3 separate regions of the Gossypium arboreum genome follow, and regions 1 and 2 are each linked to region 3. A link is a contact called in public Hi-C data. All regions are on one chromosome and are shown on one strand. Each heading gives the region's core, a stretch centred on a gene start, on an enhancer-like site or on the middle of the called end of the contact. The rest is flanking DNA. Distances are from core to core; before and after follow the strand shown.

Region 1 (2,700 bases), core at 69-2,568, 470 kb before region 3:
TCACTTTATCAGCCACCAAATCTTTCCCTGCAGTCTTCCCTAATTCCTTAGACGACTTGGTTACATCAAGAATGTCATCCACAACCTGAAACAAAAGCCCAATGCACCTTGCGAATTTCCTTAACTTTTCCACCTCCTCATCACATCCACCTCCAACAATGGCGCCCAAAACCACTGCCGCTTCGAGCAAAGCAGCAGTTTTGTGAACATGAATGAATTCTAAATGATCCAATCCCACATCTGTTAGCCCCTCACTAATTATGTCCACGACTTGACCAGCCACCAACCCCTCCCCTCCAATAGCTTTGGCTAATTCCCCAACAGCTCTTACAATCCTGGAAGGCGGAACACCAACTGTAGAAACAGCTATATGTTCAAAAGCAAAAGCTAAAAGAGCATCCCCTGCTAACACAGCTATATCCTCACCAAAAACTTTGTGGTTGGTTGGTTTTCCTCTACGAAGATCATCGTTGTCCATGCAAGGCAAATCATCGTGGATTAAAGACATGGTGTGGATCATTTCAACAGCACAAGCTGCGGGCATAGCCATGGATTCCCGGCCACCAACAAGTGCACAGGCTGCTAAACAAAGCACCGGACGTACCCTTTTTCCACCTGCTAAAAGGGAGTACCGCATTGCTTCGTGGATTTTAACAGGGTCACGGAGTGAAACAGCAGATTCCAAGGCTTGGTTAACTGCACTTGCTTTTTGAAGCATGTAGGAATTGAAATCAAAGCTTGACTTTTGAGGGTCTTGTTCTTCTTCCTTGACAATGTCTTCTTTGGTAAGGACTGAGGTAATGGAAGGAAGAGAAGTGAAGTTCACTTTTTTCAGGGTAGAAGATGATTGAGTTGTGAGAGGATTGAAGGGAAGAGATCTAAGTAAAGGAAAGGATTTGGATATGGAAGAAACTTGGTTAGACATGGAGTAAGACTGAACCCAATAACCCAGATTCAATGAAGCCATTTTGAAAGATTGGGTTTTTTCGATTTCAGAAGCACAATAACAGCTCGACGGGGATGAAAATAGAGAACCAAGAAACAAATAAAAGTAGCAAATTCTAACGTAATTTCCAGTTTTCAAATACTTAAAGATTGAATTCTGCAGCCCTGCAATGACAAGTTGGACGAAAATGTTAGTACTCTTATGTATGAGGGAGAAGGAAAAGGGGGAAGAAAAGCTAAAATATTGATGGCAATGGCAATGGCACTGGCAATGGCAATGGAGATTGGATGAGCATTAGTTTTTAATGAGAGCCAAAGAAGGACAAAGATTGGATTTTGGGATTTGGGTGGGCAACTGGGCATCTTGTAGCATCGGCATCTTTTCTAACGCCCCACCAATTACTTATTTATTATAATCCTCAATTTTTTTATTTATCCTTCAAATCCAATAATAAATTATGAGTTTTTTGTTAAATAATATAATAAATAATACAGCGTTTATTATCGACTATATTACAACACAGTTTGTATGCCCATGCAATGGCATGGCATAATATGTTAAATTATTGTATAATTTCAAAATTTATTTTTTAACAGAAAAAATATCATTTTTAGATTTCATATTTTTAAGAAATTTAGTCAAAATCCAACATTAAAAACATTCATTGATAACATATAATATAAAATCATAAAAACACCATATAATTCTAAATACACTATCATATTAAATTAAGAAAAAATATAAATAATTTTAAATATTCTGTAAAAAACAAATATAATCAAATAATCATTTTCTATAAAACATAAAATAATCATTTGATCGAACAAAACAAATCATTTGCTATCTCTAGAAAAGATGGGTTTGATAATTGAATTTTGTCCACAACCAAATTCTAAAAACAACAAAACTGCCCACTTGAAATCAAGATTCTCTAATTAAGATGAAGATCCCATTCAGAAAAAAGAAATTCAAGGTTTCCTAATTTAAAAATTTTCTTTAAGAAAAGGTTATATAGTAGACTAGATTCTAGCCATACACTAATAAGACGAGGAATTGAGATCTTGGCGGGATTTTTTTCCCTTTTTATGACAAGAAAACATGAAATAATATATATATATTGCCTTAAAAGGGTGTAAAATTGACCATTTTATTAAGAAATGCCCATTTTTTACTTTATTTAAAGAAATAGGTCACTTTATTTATTATTTACCGGAATGACCGAAAATACTAAAATGCATCTACATGGGAGTGTTTTAAGAGAAAATTCTAGCAAAATATGTCCCTGAAGGAGCGCTTTTGCCATGTCAGCAAAAACGCACTAACGTGGACGCGCTTTGCTGACATGGCACAAGCGCTCCCTCAGGGAAGCGTTTTAGCCCATGTTTTTTATCCTCAGGGTCATTTAAAATTTTGCCTGTTGGGAGTCCAACGGTAAAACTTATATATATAAAACCCCCTCTTATTTTTTTCACACAAACATTTCTTCCAAAAATTTAAAAAAATCTCTCAAATTTCTCCCTAAATTTCTCAAAGCTCTCTTTAATTAACTATTTCCTTTAATTTTTTTCTAAATTAGTATTATTTTTTTTATAATTTCTAAGATATTTGATCGTGTTAGCAATGGCCGGGGAATTAATTCGTCTCGATTATAAACATATCTCCGTCGAACAAATGAAAATGATAAGGGTTAATTTCAATTTTTGAATATTATTTAATATTTTTTCATTTATGTAATTTTAATTATTTTTTATTTT
Region 2 (2,717 bases), core at 70-2,569, 330 kb before region 3:
TAATTTTGATTGAACTCTATATATTTAAAAAATAAATACATTAATTAATTTATTTATTAGATAAAAATAATTATTTGTGTATGCTGTATGTAAAAGTAAAATGTTTCTATATAGATGATTATATCATTAATTTGTGAAAATTAAATAAAAAATTTTTATATATAAAACTACGTAAAATAGAAATTTATGTAATATTATATATTTAATCAAAATTTATATATAATTTTAAGATTTATCTTTTAATTCTATTAAAATCAAATAAAATACTAAATAATATTGTGTAATGACATAACAGTTGTTAAATTATTTTTTCACATAACACAAATTTAAGATATTACATGCCAATAACAAGACCGTTCCTATAAGTTTTTTAGTATTTCTTTTATGCACTTTTATTTTTGAAGTTATTTTATTCATTCTTTATTTCCAAATTTAAGATATTAAAATTTTAATTTTTTTAAATTCTTAGCATTATATGGTTTATAATTTTATTTAAATTGATAAATATTCATATATTGTTTCAAATTAAATACTAAAATTATGGTCATGGAATAGTCATTGTTTCCATATCATATTGATCTTATATATTTAAGGTAAATAATAATTAAAATAAATGTAATTTTTTAATTTTAAAAAATAAAAGAAAAACCATTAAAGTTTTTATATATAAATGACATGATTGATTGTATATGGTAAATTATTTCCTAAAATAGTACCCTCAAGCTATCCTCTCATCCTTTATTTTTTTTCAAGACTTAATTAAAAAATTACCTTCTAAATTATATATGTGTTCACTTAAACTTTTTTTTTTTTTGGTTAAATGTAGCATTTAAAAATTCTCTCCCCGTCCCTCTCTCAGCTCCCTACCACCAGTGGTCTCCCCTCCCCCCTCCTTTTCGTATCAAATTCTTCCCTTGGGCAAAACTTTATATCATGGAATTATTAGTAAACATGGGAAGGAATAGCAAAGGATCCAATCCAATATGGGAATGATGTTTTTCATGATTTCATCGAGTTCAGGGGGGCTTGCTCTAACTCCCCTGGATATCTCAAGCTAGATTGTGACGCAGCCTTCAACTCTTAGGCTTTTAAAGCGAGCATCGCATAATAATTTATGATTTGATCACAGTGGCAAGTGATCTCCTCCTCGACAATCAAATTAGACAACAAAATTTAAAATGACACTTGGGATTGGATTGCTAAAAATACTTTGTATTCCCACTGATTCGCAATAAATGCAAGTGAATATTAAAAATATAGGTGAAATGTCGTTGAATTTTGAAGCACATTGGTTTGATTACAAATATAAGGCCGCAAAACTGCAGACGCTAGTTTTTCACCAAAGAAAAAAACAAAACAAGTGGGTCCATCCTCCACTCCAGCTTTCGTGTCATTTCCTTTCTCTCTCTTTCCTTTACTTTTCCTTCAGGCATCCATATCCAAAACCCCCTCCTTTTGTCCCTTCTCTTCATCAATTTCCCCTTAGTTTCTGCTTTTTTCTTTAAAACAATAAAGATCCCTTAGTTCCTTCTTTTCTTTCTTCGGCTTTTCCTCCAACAGGTTTGTTACAATATCATAAATCCAACACACTACCTTTTTTTTTCTTTTTTTCTCACTTGCTCTTTTAATCGGCGTTGATTACTTAAGTCTTTTGTTAGATTCATTTTCTCTTTTCTTTAACGATCTCTTCTATTTTTGCAACTAGTTGTATCATGAATTATGATCTGTTAGAATTAATTTCATTTTGAATCTCTTTTTGTTGTTCAAATTCTATTATTGCAAAGATGGGGAAAAAAAAGAGGCACTTCTTTTGTTTTTTTAAGTAGTTTTAAATTAGTCTAGTTAAAATAACTTCGGATCAGGTAAATGAGTGGTCTTATTAAAAGAAAATGGATTCTGATCGTCAACAGCTCAAAAGTATGGAAATCGAGTTTGATAATAAAGGCTAGATTTTTCAGTTAGGGTTTGTTAAGAACAAATGTTTTTGTTTTAATGCTTTGGTTTTGAATCTTTAGATTCTGAATGGATATTGCTTTGCTGCGGTAACTGGAATTTGATGTTAAGGCTATGGAAATGAATGGGTTCACTTTAAATTTTAATATATATGTAGGAGTTATGATTCGGCTGTTTAAAGTAAAGGAAAAGCAGAGAGAACTTGCTGAAAATGCAAATGGGGGAGCTCCTACTAAAAAGCAAAGTCCAGGAGAGTTGCGTTTGCACAAAGGTTTGCTTCACATATATAATGGATTGAATTGTTTAAATTTCCTTTAGTTCTGTGATAGAGATCCATTATTTTTTATGATTTGGTGCTTTTGGTGTGTTATTGCTAATTTTCTTTAGCTTTACTGATCTATTCAACTATATGTTGTTCTAGCACTGAATCTATTGGCTCAAGAGCATCTGGTGTTTGATCCTAGTGTGATTCTCATGTTTTATTTTGTCTTTCTACGTGTAGATATTTCTGAGCTTAACCTACCCAAATCTTGTGCTATAACATTTCCAAATGGAAAGGATAACCTGATGAATTTTGAGGTTTCAATTCGACCCGATGAAGGATATTATTTGTAAGGAATTTCTTTCATGCCTCTTATTTTAACACAAGTTTTCTTTTGCTCTCTAGCACAAATTTTTTGGTTAAAGTTTTTGTTTATTGGAGAAGACATGACATGCTTATAAGAGTTTTTTTACGTTCATCTTCTTATATTAATAATGCTATA
Region 3 (2,700 bases), core at 4-2,503:
TCAGCATACTTGTAATAGAAAGAACAAAGCCTCTGAAATGCAACCAAAACCATCCAACTTACGCAGATTCAAGATAAATCTTAGCACTTACAAGTAAACATAAATTTATAGGATAAGTTTACTATTATAGCCAACTTGTATCTTCATCTATTTGATCTCATGAGACATCTACCATAACTTGTAACCTCTGAGCTAAACGATAAACACTTTGTTCAACTCTAGATGTCAAACTAGGTAACATGAATCATCTACGAGGTATTTTCCATGATCCAACTTTCTTAGATTTCTCTTGTGAGATAACAAATTCAGGAAAGAACAAAGGTAAAGAGAAGGAAAACGACATTATTGATGAAAATTTCTCTGCTGATGTGGAGGGGTTTGGGGAGCAATGTATTATCTAAAGTAACCAAATTTATGGAAATTGTCGACCATTGCAACAAAAACAGAGAAAGTTAATCAAAATTCCAACTTACGCGGTGGCCTCTTGGCCGCCTCCTTGAGTTCCAGTACTAACAAAGAACCCAGCTGGCTTCCCGGCCAGAGTCTGCTCCTTCCAAAGCTGTCCACTGGAATCGAAAAACGCCTTCATCTGAGCCGCCATACAGCCAAACCTCGTCGGAAACCCAAACAGAACCCCATCCGCCTCCGCCAATTCCGCCGCTTTAATCTCTGGAACCTCGGGGTTTTTCGACGGCACCTTCATATGGTCCAGCACATCATCCGGGAGCGTCTCGGGAACCCGATAAAGAACCGCTTCTACACCTTCCACGCCGTCGACCCCTTTCTTCATCCGCTTGGCCAGTTTCTCCACGTGACCATACATGGAGTAGTAAACAATAAAGATTTTTAAAGTGGCGGTAACTGATTGCGCATTCGTAGAATTCACAGCTACACTGGCAGTTTCGTGAGTTTCTTCATCGGCTTCGATGGGTGCGTTGTTGGTGGCGGTAGTGGCAGTGGCAGTGGCAGAGCCTTCGGCAGAGGAAGGTTGTCTCTTTTTGCTTGGGACACAACCTCCGCCTTTGCCCATGGAGGATTAAGGGAAACTGGGAGTAGACTTATGGGCAAAAATAAAAGCTTGAGGATTAATGAAAAGGCTTAACCTTACTTTCTTTTTGTATTCAAACTCCAAACATAGATGAAGAAGAAGATTCGCTGTTTCGCACGCTTTTTTACCAACTTATAAATATAATATCTATTTGGCTTAAACATTCAAATGGTGCCCCAAGTTATTCACTATTATCACTTTCATACCTAAAAAGTTTTAGGATATTACTTGAAATTCACCACTTTTATCATCCCTGCATCTCAGCCGTTTATAGTATATGTACACTTATTTTTATTATTATAAATCTAATCTATGACTAATCTAAATTAGTATTCAACCACTCAATTGAGTTATAGTTTAGGAAGTTTTATGCATTTAGCCTTAAAATGTATTAATATTCTTTTTGACACAATTAATAATATCGTTTTATTTGGTTAAAATATGTCACAACTCCATGTATTTTTCAAAATTAGGAATTTAGTCTCTGTATTTATATTTCATGGAATTTAGTCCTTCTACTTTTCAAATTTTAAAATTCATGTCCAAATATTAACATTGTTAAATTTGTTATTGTGATATTTTTCAAATAAAAAAATGTTCACTTGGTGACCATGTAATTAAAAAATGACTTTATAATTAACTTGAATTTAACAAAAAAGTTAATGGTGTTACCAATTAGACCTGAATTTTAAAATCTAAAAAGTAGGGACATTAAATTCCATAAAATAAAAGTATAATGAATAAATTTCTAATTTTGAAAAGTAGAAAGACTTGCGGGGCATTTTAAGCTTTTCAATTTTGCAGAAATTAGGTGAGAAAAATAAATAGTTTTAGTTGTAGATTTAAAGACTTCGTAGTTCGACGCGTGTCTTGAATTTTTTTAAGTATAACGATGTTGTTTAATTTATTAATTTCGACAAATTTTAACTTTATAATAAGTTGGTGTAGGACTTATCCTCCAATCACATCACCATTGACTCGGAGTTGAGTTGAAGCTTTGCTTTTAAATGGTTGGATTTTAATTTTGATTACTTTTTTGTCACGTTAATCAAGATTGAGTGTATCATGTTCATTAAAAAAAAAAAAAGAACAAATGAAATCACCTACTCTTTTGTCTATAAAATATTTTAGGTTAAAATACATCCATATTTCAGTAAATTTAGTCCCGATTTCAAATTTTAGATATAATTATTAATACTATTAAAATTATTTTATTAAATTAAAGTTCATTACAGTATCTCTTTTAATTATATTGCTACTAAATAGGTATTTCTTTTATTTTAAAATTTCACTCCAATGAATTTAAAAGAAAAAATTTAACTGCTTAATAATTGGATCTAAATTTTAAAAAGAAGTAAAAGACTAAATTCCTACAAATAAAAGTACAGAGATTAAATTCTAAATTTATAAAGAATACAAGAACATATGACATATTTTAACAATAAAATTTATCGTTAATTAATGAAAATAAATTATATGAGATTGGTTTAGTTGTTTAATATAAAAATTCACGATATAAATATATAACAATATCCAACTTTAGTTGTAATTATACTTTTTGTTAAAATACACCATAAGTCTTGTTCATAAATTTTGAATTACTTTTCAAATTTTAAAATAGAATTTAATTGTTAATATTATTAAAATTATTT

The links. Hi-C and Micro-C count contacts between places; a contact is called where the count stands out from the background.
Region 1: a Hi-C map of leaf shows a contact between it and region 3, with 5 times the contacts expected there. The contact joins the promoter of LOC108465020 here to the promoter of LOC108465021 in region 3. A contact is called at or near these places in 2 of 5 Hi-C or Micro-C datasets (both in leaf).
Region 2: a contact with region 3 is called in a Hi-C map of leaf, with 3 times the contacts expected there. The contact joins the promoter of LOC108465036 here to the promoter of LOC108465021 in region 3. A contact is called at or near these places in 2 of 5 Hi-C or Micro-C datasets (both in leaf).

What each region holds. Positions count from the first base shown.
Region 1 is chr11:28,830,207-28,832,906 of ASM2569848v2, reverse strand. It overlaps LOC108465020 (geranylgeranyl pyrophosphate synthase, chloroplastic-like), which reads right to left and starts at 1,318. Exons shown (of 1, transcript XM_017765322.2): 1 at 1-1,318. The coding sequence starts at 967.
Region 2 is chr11:28,697,071-28,699,787 of ASM2569848v2, reverse strand. It overlaps LOC108465036 (NEDD8-conjugating enzyme Ubc12-like), which reads left to right and starts at 1,319. Exons shown (of 6, transcript XM_017765340.2): 1 at 1,319-1,560; 2 at 2,111-2,224; 3 at 2,456-2,564. The coding sequence starts at 2,116.
Region 3 is chr11:28,364,908-28,367,607 of ASM2569848v2, reverse strand. LOC108465021 (probable NAD(P)H dehydrogenase (quinone) FQR1-like 2) reads right to left here and starts at 1,253. Exons shown (of 2, transcript XM_017765323.2): 1 at 474-1,253. The coding sequence starts at 1,030.